Regions from separate parts of the Mus musculus genome. Here regions 2 and 3 are each linked to region 1. The links are chromatin contacts, called in public HiChIP or PLAC-seq and promoter capture Hi-C maps. All regions are on one chromosome and are shown on one strand. Each heading gives the region's core, a stretch centred on a gene start, on an enhancer-like site or on the middle of the called end of the contact. The rest is flanking DNA. Distances are from core to core; before and after follow the strand shown. Region 1 holds the start of Ripk1 (receptor (TNFRSF)-interacting serine-threonine kinase 1). Region 2 has its middle 31 kb from the start of Serpinb1c. Region 3 has its middle 10 kb from the start of Serpinb1c.

The links. Promoter capture Hi-C pulls out the DNA fragments that hold promoters and counts their contacts. HiChIP or PLAC-seq counts read pairs in DNA pulled down with a chosen protein or histone mark.
Region 2: a promoter capture Hi-C map of pre-B cells shows a contact between it and region 1, with 2.9 times the contacts expected there. The contact joins the enhancer-like site here to the promoter of Ripk1 in region 1. A contact is called at or near these places in 3 of 39 promoter capture datasets (the 3T3-L1 cell line and pre-B cells), 1 of 484 Hi-C or Micro-C datasets (embryonic limb bud) and 2 of 115 datasets of contacts at active chromatin or transcription factors (extraembryonic endoderm stem cells and pancreatic cancer cells).
Region 3: a contact with region 1 is called in an H3K27ac HiChIP or PLAC-seq map of large pre-B cells, with 21 times the contacts expected there. The contact joins the enhancer-like site here to the promoter of Ripk1 in region 1. A contact is called at or near these places in 3 of 39 promoter capture datasets (cranial neural crest, embryonic stem cells and hippocampal neurons), 2 of 15 datasets of contacts at CTCF or cohesin (embryonic stem cells and large pre-B cells), 15 of 484 Hi-C or Micro-C datasets (the Ba/F3 cell line, the G1E-ER4 cell line, the N1E-115 cell line and 10 more) and 5 of 115 datasets of contacts at active chromatin or transcription factors (astrocytes, embryonic stem cells, large pre-B cells and 2 more).

Annotation. Positions count from the first base shown.
Region 1 is chr13:34,000,798-34,003,686 of GRCm38.p6, reverse strand. Ripk1 (receptor (TNFRSF)-interacting serine-threonine kinase 1) reads right to left here and starts at 1,324. Exons shown (of 11, transcript NM_001359997.1): 1 at 981-1,324. It also overlaps a transcript of Serpinb6a not described here.
Region 2 is chr13:32,927,981-32,931,279 of GRCm38.p6, reverse strand. It overlaps a transcript of Serpinb1c not described here. Among named protein-coding and RNA genes, the nearest start is that of Serpinb1c, 31 kb to the right of the region's middle. Within about 2 kb of position 1,804, at least 93 of the 459 cell types and tissues checked have an H3K27ac peak or open chromatin away from gene starts, as enhancers often do. A contact at or near this core is called in pancreatic cancer cells and pre-B cells, where this site is marked.
Region 3 is chr13:32,906,936-32,909,820 of GRCm38.p6, reverse strand. It overlaps a transcript of Serpinb1c not described here. Among named protein-coding and RNA genes, the nearest start is that of Serpinb1c, 10 kb to the right of the region's middle. Within about 2 kb of position 1,455, at least 26 of the 459 cell types and tissues checked have an H3K27ac peak or open chromatin away from gene starts, as enhancers often do.

The DNA of each region.
Region 1 (2,889 bases), core at 75-2,574:
TTAAGAATTGTTACTACTGTTTTTGTCAGTCATACAAACAAAACATCCCAAATTTCATTTTCAATAAGACTAGTATATTTCTACATACAATACAGCTGTGATAGTTCACCTTTCTCACAAGCCTTAGTAGTATCTTTCCAGGGGCTACAGAATTACACAATTAAGTCATTGCATCCCAAAGTTCACTCTACCATCGAGTCTTCATGTGTTAAGAAAGAATACTTTCCTAAAGGTCTTTTGTGGAATTTCTTGATTAAAACAGCTTCAACTCTTTGCACAAAGTAAAAGAGCAAGAAAATCAAATGATCTGCAAGACACAAAGAATGAGTCACCCTGGGCTGCACCATCCATCCTCAGTGGGCTCTGTCCAACGCTTAGGTGAGGAGGATGTGGCTTATCTTTTTCACAACTCAGAAAAGGTCTGCAGCAACCCATAAATGCAAATGCTACTGAGGACCAGAGAAGCCTTGGATGTTTGACACTGGTCTCTCGTTGAGGTCGTAGATCACTCCTGATTTGCCAGCTCACCTCAAAAATAACGATGAAAGCTACCGACTGCTCTGCCACCTGCTGCCCCAAGACAACAGGAATAGACCCTTTTAAAGAGCTGGTAGGTCCAGGGTTGATAGGTTACATTTAGGTAGTCTTGTTGGGGTCCTAAAGCTTCAAGAAGCTGTCATTCCTACCAAAATAATCGTTCCATAGTCACTCTGTAACCATGGCTACGGCGCACCTTCAGTCTCGACTTGAGCTAAAACGACCTCAAGAAGAGTCCAACCTCCCGCTAGATGACAGCAAGTTCCGCGCTTTTCGATTTCCGGGAACGTTTGAAGTCCCGCCCGCCACCCGGCTTCCGGAAACAACGAGCCCCGCCCTCCGGTCCACGCGCAGAAATCGCGCGGCCTCCGCCCCTTCCGGGAAACCAGCTTCTGAGGAAACTAGCGGCGGCGCCCCTGGCCTCGACCCCCGCGCTGACTTACCTCAGAGGCCTTCCCGCGGCCAAGTACCCCGGCCTAGGTGAGGAAGGACGGGCGGTGGACGTCAGGAGCGGCGCCTCGCCGTGGCTGCCCGGCCGGGACGGCCCTGGGCCCTGACGAGGACCGGTCGGAGTTCGGTGCTGAAGTGGCGCCCAGCCACTCGCAGGTCCCCCACAGCCTGCCGCCTCCCGCCGCGTCCAGCTCGCACCTCCGCGGGTCCGCACCGCCGCTGGACTCCCGGGAGGTGAGCGGCACCGACACCCGCGCTCCCGAGGCCGTTCCGGGGGCCGCTGGTCCTCCTCTAAGGACTACTGGGGTGGTGCTAGGCTGCGGCCGCCCCTGTCTCCGCCTCTGCTCACGCCCCGGGGCTGTGTGCACGGGCGAGCGCCAGCCTCCCAGCTGGGCATTGAGCTCTACTGAGCATGCCAGGTTCGCAGCACGACCATCCCGGAGGCCCGCGGGCGGAAGGAATGGCACTTTTGCCTTGCTTTCTGAGCGAGTTCTGAGAGAGCCCTTAAAAAAAATAATACGGCGGTCATAGCTGCTATATGTCAGGGCGGAGACCGCTTGGCCCGCTAGATAGCGCTGTGTGCGACAGTGGCCTTTGCAAGCTTTGTGGGTTCAGAGGTGACACGGTGACAGAACCACTGGTAAATTATCGTTCGTCCACCACAGCAGCCTGTCGAGGAAGAAACGTGATTAATTTGTAGCCCTCGAAAATAGTAGTTGAAACCCCAAGCAGAAACTGTGTTGCTGCAGGTGTCATTAAGAAGAAAGTTGCACGATAGTCCAGTGATCCCTTATTGTCAAAAGATAAATATGACAAGACAGAGAGAGGGCCACAAAAGACACGATAAAGGAGTCTTATTAAACCATACACACGACCACTTTAAGAAAATTCACAGCCATTTTACCAGATACCTCACCATACAAATAAGCATTAAAAAGATGCTCAATGTCAAAGGACATTAGGGGAACTCAACTTTGATGTAGAGTACACATAAAATGCCCCCAAATCCCAAACATTCACCGATGTTAACAAAAACGTACACTAACTGAAAATCACATACATTCCTGCAAAGAATGCAAAACCTTTATGGTTACTGTATGATTTATCAGTTTCACATACAGGTATGTACCCAAATGAACATACATCTAGTGTATAAACACATGTACTTAAGTTGGGTTTTTTGTTTGTTTGTTTGTTTGGAGTTCTTTCCGGGTGGGATTGGGTGTGTGTGTGTGTGTGTGTGTGTGTGTATAAAACTCCACATATGGGAGGCCAGGAGCCCACCTCCAGTTAGCTCCTTCTTACAATGCATCTTTTTCTTTTCCATACAAGGTATTACTTTTACCTTTTGCTTGTGGAATGGACTAAGCTGTCTGGCCAAGGCAAGAGGCACCAGGGGTGTCTCCATGGCCAGTTTTGTTTGTTTGTTTCTGTATGAGTGCTGGGGATTGAACTCAGATCCATATGTTGCCATGGAAAGCACTTTGCTGAAGGAACCATGAGCTATCTTCTTCAGGTTCCTGTACATTGTTTTTCCTTAAGTTTTTTGTTTGTTTTATTTACGAGTGTGTATATAATAGAGTGCAGATTCTCCTAGAGGCCACAGAAAGGTATCAGGTCCCCTGAAGTTAGAGTTTACAGGTGAACTGTCTGGTGTGAGTCTGGGAACCAAACTTGGGGTCCTCTGCAAGAGCAGTATGTGCTTTTAACAGCTGACTCACACTTCCAGCTCCTGTATCTGAAAAATTTAAAGGTTTATTTGATATGTCTGAGTGCTTTGATTGCACGTTTGTGCACCACTTGCATGCCTGGCGTCCATGGAGGTCAGAAGAGGGCATGGGATCTCTTGGAATTGGAGTTATGGATAGTTGTGAGTCACCATATGAGTGCCAAGACCCAGGT
Region 2 (3,299 bases), core at 555-3,054, 1.1 Mb after region 1:
AAATGGTGCTGGTCTAACTTGGTGTTTGTATGTAGAAGAATGAAAATAGATACATATTTATGACCCTGCACAAAGCTCAAGTTCACATGAATCAAGGATCTCAATGTAAAACCAGATTCATTGAATCTAATAGAAAAAGTGGGAAATTTCCAGAACAGAACACTAATTGCTCAAGGTCTAAGATCAACACTTGATAAATGGGACCTCATGAAACTGAAAAGCTTCTGTAAGACAGAAGACACAGTCAATAGGACAAATTGGCAACCTACAGATTGGAGAAAAATATCTTCACTAATCCTATATCTGATAGAGGGTTAACATCCAAAATATATAAAGAATTCAATAAGTTAACCTCCCCAAACCCAAATAGCCCAATTAAAAATGGGGTACAGAGCTAAACAGAGAATTCACAACAGAAGAAATTCTAATGGCTGAGAAACACTTAAGGAAATAGTCAAAGTCTTTAGTCATCAGGGAAATGCAAATCAAAACAACCTTGAGATTCCACCTTATACCAATCAGAATGGCTAAGATCAAAAAATGACAGCAGATGCTGGCAAGGAAATGAAGAAAGAGGAACACGCCTCCATTGCTGGTAGGATTGGAAATTGGTACAACCACTCTGGAAATCGATTTGGTGGTTTCTCAGAAAACTGGACATAGTACTACCAGAAGATCCAACAATACCTCTCTTGGGCATATGCCCAGAAGATGTTCCAACTTGTAATAAGGACACATGCTCCACTATGTTCATAGCAGCCTTATTTATAATAGCCAGAAGTTGAGAACCCAGATGTCCCTCAATAGAAGAATGGATACAGAAAATGTAATTCATTTACACAATGGAGTACTACTCAGCAATTAAAAACAATGACATAATGAATTTGGCAGGCAAATCAGTGGAACTAGAAAATACCATCCTGAGTGAATTAATCCAGAACCAAAAGGACATATATGAAGTGAATATTAGCCAAAAACTACAAAATACCCAGGATGCAACCCACAGTAGTGTAACAAGAAAAGGAGCCAAGAGAGAATGCTTCAATCCCACATAGAAAGAGTAAGTAAATAATCACAGGAGGCAGAGGAAGGGAAGGGCCTGGGAGGAAGAAGAGAGGGGAAAGGGGAAAAGGGGAACAGTATCAGGAACTGGGGTGGGGGGGAACAGGAGAGAAACACAGAGGGCCAGGAGAATAAATGGAAATATGCAGCCTCAGGGGTGAAAGGTGGGGAGACTCTCTAGAAAGTACCAGAGACCTAGAACTTGGGAGACTCTCAGGACTCAATTGGAGGTGACCTTAGCCAAAATGCACACCAATGGGGAGACTAAACTCCAAGAGACCACCTCCAGTAGACAGACAGGACCTCAAGAGGGAGGAAGGGGTTACTAACCCACAGTCAAAATTTCTGACCCAGAACTGTTCCTGTCTAAAAGAACTTCAGAGACAAAACTGAAGAAGAGACTGAAGACAGGAACCTAGCATAGCTATCTTCTGAAAGGCCCTATGAGCAACTGACTGAGACAGACACAGATACTAACACCCAACCATTGGACTGAAGTCAGGGACTACTATAGTTGAATTAGGGGAAGGACTGAAGAAGTTAAAGAAAAGGGCCACCCCACAGGAAGACAAGCAGTGTCAACTAACCCAGACCTCAGGGAGTTCCCAGAGACTGAGCCACCAACCAGGCAACATACATGGGCTGGTCAGAGGCTCCAGCACATATAGAGCAGAGGGCAGCCTGGTCTGACCTCAGTGGGAGGAGATGTGCCTAATCCTCAAGAGGATTGAGGCCCCAGGGAAGGAAGAGGCAGGCCTGTTGAGAGCCTCTCAAAGGCAAGAGGGAGGAGGAGTAGGGTGAGGAACTGTGGGAGAGGGAATCCAGAAGAAGGGCAAAGGCTGCAATGTATATAAAAATACTTCTTAAGAAATCCTTTCAGCCTTAGTAGTCTGTCACCTTTCTGTTTTTAAATGAAAGAAGTTACTAAAGACAGCTGTCTGCTGTACCAGGAAACCACAAGATCTGTACGCAGCTGCTCGTGAAGAACAGGCTGTGTAATCCCATAAGCCAGTGTGTTTTTGCTTTGGTTTAATTTCTGTTTTAAGAAAACAGAGGTTGGAATCAAATATTCATGATTCATAATATTTATGGAAATTTAAGGATTTCTAAAAATATTACTAATAATGATCAAAGCTTTCATTATTGTTATGGTGTAACTATCCTAAATAAGCGACTGGGTTCAGGATCTCTGGTCGAGAGAAGACAAAAGAATGAGAAAGGATAAGGAAAAAGAATGAGAAGGGAGAAAGCAGAAGAAGGAAGGATGATGAGAATCCTGGGAACAGAGAGGGTATTTGAACTGACAGCTTGGATTCACTACTGATTCCTAGTTACTATTGAATTAGCACTATTTCTATTCCTGCCTTTTCGGGACCTTGCTCACACTGAGGCTGGACCTCAGCAAAGAACATTAAAAGTTTAGGGAGTGTATTTGAACATTTATGAATTTTGGCTAGGCCTCATTTAGAGAGCCGATTGGAAATGTAGAAAGTATGAGCAGAGTTCAGAAGAGGAAAATAGTTTCCCTTGGTTAGAGTGGAAAGTTCTTGTTACAGGTTAGTTAGTAGCTAATAAAATTTCAGACTGTTGCTTTTGAAGAAGTCTAAGTTCTTGGTCTGGGTCCTTACTACCTCTACCTGAATGGCCTAAGTCCAGAAACCCAAACTAGGGGCTGCAAGGAATTGAAGACAGGACATACACATAAACAGACATTCAGAAAAGCTGGTGTCCAGTCAGACATGGAGCTATATCTATGGCTGTGGCAACCCAGAATCACAGTATGTTTATTATGTACAGCACATGGAGAGGATGGCTAGTGTAGATAGGAGGTCGCTATAGGCAAGCAGTCTCTGACCGATATCACCCAGGATGAGGAAGCAGCCGCTGCTAGTTTTTGAGACAGTGGTGTCTGGTGTTATGTTTGTACTCAGGCCCTAAGGAATGCTCTGCCATCCCTCTGAGTCTCACCCAGTTAATGCTTTGTCACTAGCATGGGACAAAGGCATTGGAGTCCTCCACACATGACCACACCCATGCCAGTCATACCCATTCATTCAGAAACTTACTCACGCAAGACTTCCTCCAATCCCCACACCTAACAGAGCAGAGGAAAAATCTAGATGGAGTCCGTCACAGTAACTGAAGATAGCAAGCCAAATCTAAGTTATCATCTAACTTTCAGACAAATCAGAGAGAATGATAAAAGTCAAACTTTCTAAATCCACACGGTTCCCTCT
Region 3 (2,885 bases), core at 206-2,705, 1.1 Mb after region 1:
ACAAATTTGATTATTTCTTGCCACCCACTTTTTGCGGTGTGATCTCTTCTTTTAGTTCAAGAGTGTTTAGGTATGCCATTAACCTATTATTATGAGATCACTCCAATATTTTTAATGTAGGCATTTAGTACTATGAATTTGCCTCTTGGAACTGTATTTATTGTGTTACCAAAGATTGGGTATGAGTGTTTTTATTTTCAATCAATTCTACAAAGTTCATAATTTCTTTCCTAATTTCTGTCTTGACCCATTTATCATTCAGTATTGAGAAGCTGTTCTGTTTCCATGAGTTTATAAACTTTCTGTTTTTCCTGTTCTTGTTGAGTTCCAGCTTTATTCCATGTGGTCAGACAGGATGCATCTGTTATTTCACTTTTCTTATATCTTTTGAGAAATTCTTTGTATTCAAGAAGCACATCGAACATCAAATAGACTGGACTAGAGTCTATTTCTCTCAGTGCTCTGTGGTCTGTAGTCGATTTTGAAAATGTTTCATGAGTTACTAAGATATATTCTTTGGTATTTGGGTAAAATGTTTTGTATATATCTTTTAAGTTCATTTTACTTAAAACAAGTTAGTTCTAGCATTTCTCTGTTTAGTTCTTGTCTGGATGGGCAATACTGAAGTCATTCCACTATCACTGTGTGAGAGTCAATATGTGATTTTATTTGTAGTAGTGTTTCTTTTATGAACTTGGTTACCCTTGTGTTTAGTGCATAAATGTTTAGAATTCCAATGTCCTTTTGGTGGATTTCTCCTTTAATGAGTGTGTAGTGTCCTCTATGTCTCTGGATTACTTTTGGTTTTAAGTTTTATTTTGCCAGATAGTAAAATGGCTATACATGCTTGCTCCTTGGGCCCCTTTGCTTGCAATATCTTTTTTTTTTCATCTTTATATATGTTACTTACCTTTTTCCTTGCAGATTTTCATATTCTTTCTTTGTTCTGTACATTTCATGTTTTGATTATTATGTGATGATAGGACTACCTTTTCTGGTCCAGTCTATTTGATGTTCTGTGGGTTTCTGGTACCTTGAGAGGTGCTTTCTTTGATTTAGGGACATTTTCTTCTATGATATTTTGGCAATATTTTCTGTGCCTTTGACCTAGGTTTCTTCTCATTCTTCCTTTCCTGTTATTCATAGATTTGATCTTTCAAAAGTATCCAAGATTTCCTAAATGTGTTGTGCTTGGAATTTTAGATTTAACATTCTTTTGACAGGGGCATCCATTTCTTCTACCTTTTCTTCAATGCCCAAAGTCTGTCTCATACTCTGTTGGTAAAGCAGGTCTATGATTGTTTTGTTGACTTCCTAAGTTTTTCACTTCCAGTTTTAGATTCGTTTGTATTTTGCTTAGTGATTTTACTTTCATTTTCATGTCTTGAACAGTTTTCGTTGTTTGACTGTTCATAGATTTTATGAATGGATTTATTCACATCCTCTTTTCAGTTCCGTGAACATACTCATGATGGCTACTTTGGGGTCCTTGCCTTGTGCTTCAGCTATACTGCATTTCTTAGAGTCTTCTGTAAGAGGGTTCCTGGGCTTTGGTGGAGACATATTGTCCTGAATATTATTGATTATGTTTTTATGCTGGTGTCTTTGTAAGAGGTGAATGTAATTTTAGGTGTTGATATCTGGTATTGTCTTGGTTGGGGGGAGGGGAGTGTTCTGTTCTTTAGTTTCTGTTGCCCTCCCTAGATTTTAGGAGATTGTGGTGTCTGTGGCTTGCCTCTTAGGGAGTGCATCCGAGTCCCATCCAGGTGAAGACATTGGCCAATTAAAGGAGATGGCCAAGAAATGGGGAGGATAAATCTACAGGGTGCATCTCAGACCGTGCAGTCATCCTGAATTCCTCACCCTCTTAACCACATAACAGTTGTATTTTGTATCTGTTGACCTGCCCAACAGAGGAGCAAAAGCTAATGAAATTCCAGCTTCTCTGATTCCTCATTTCCCTTCTGTATTCTATACTTGCACTTCCACTTGACCATTCCCCACAGGAAACCTCAGCCCTCCTCACTATGGGGCCTGACCTCACCTGCTCAGCTTGCTATCCCTGGAACATGCAAGGTTCAGGTACAAGATCAGCCTCTTGACATAATGAGCAGCAGCCCCTTCTGGAGACTCAATCTTCGAAGATTTGACTTATCACACCTTCCATACCAAGCAATTCAAAAGATGTCTTGCTTCCTCCGGGTTTATTTGGGAGATGAGTGGAGCTAAGTTACAAAGGCACCTGGGCACACACAAGTGCCTCCTGGGCAAGCAACAGCTTAGGAGGCCCTGGGGCCAACCATATTCTAGTGGGAGAGGTATGAATGACATGAGACTCAGGCATAAGGCCATTTCTGTCTTAGTTAATTTTAGGCTTCAGTAGGAGATTAAATCGGAACGGATTACTCCTAACAAACAGAAACCTGATCTGTACTCCCAAATTTCCACAGCTAGTTGGGGGTACACTCTCACCAACCCAATGCTTCACTGTGCTTACCTTTCCCTGGTGCTCAGCTGAATGGCCGAGAGCTGGAAAACACCAATCTTAGTTTAGAATCAACAGATAACACAATCATTGGGCACAGAATTTACCATCCTAAATTCACCAATTATTCTGTTAGAAATCTTCTAGTGGCAGATACTGGTAGATTCTGCCACCCGAACTAACTGGCCCGACCCATATCTAGGTTGCCTTTCTCTCATCGTCCAAAAGGAATTCCCTTCCTCCTGCCTTCCCTCTTCTGCTCTCAGACCCGGAAGGCCCACCTCCTTCTCGCCCAGTGATTGGCTTCTTGTCTTTATTAAACAGTGACAGGCATACCAGTTGACCCAGCGGTTGGATAGTAACTTTGACATCACCAAAAGTCTCATTGTAAATCTGTCTC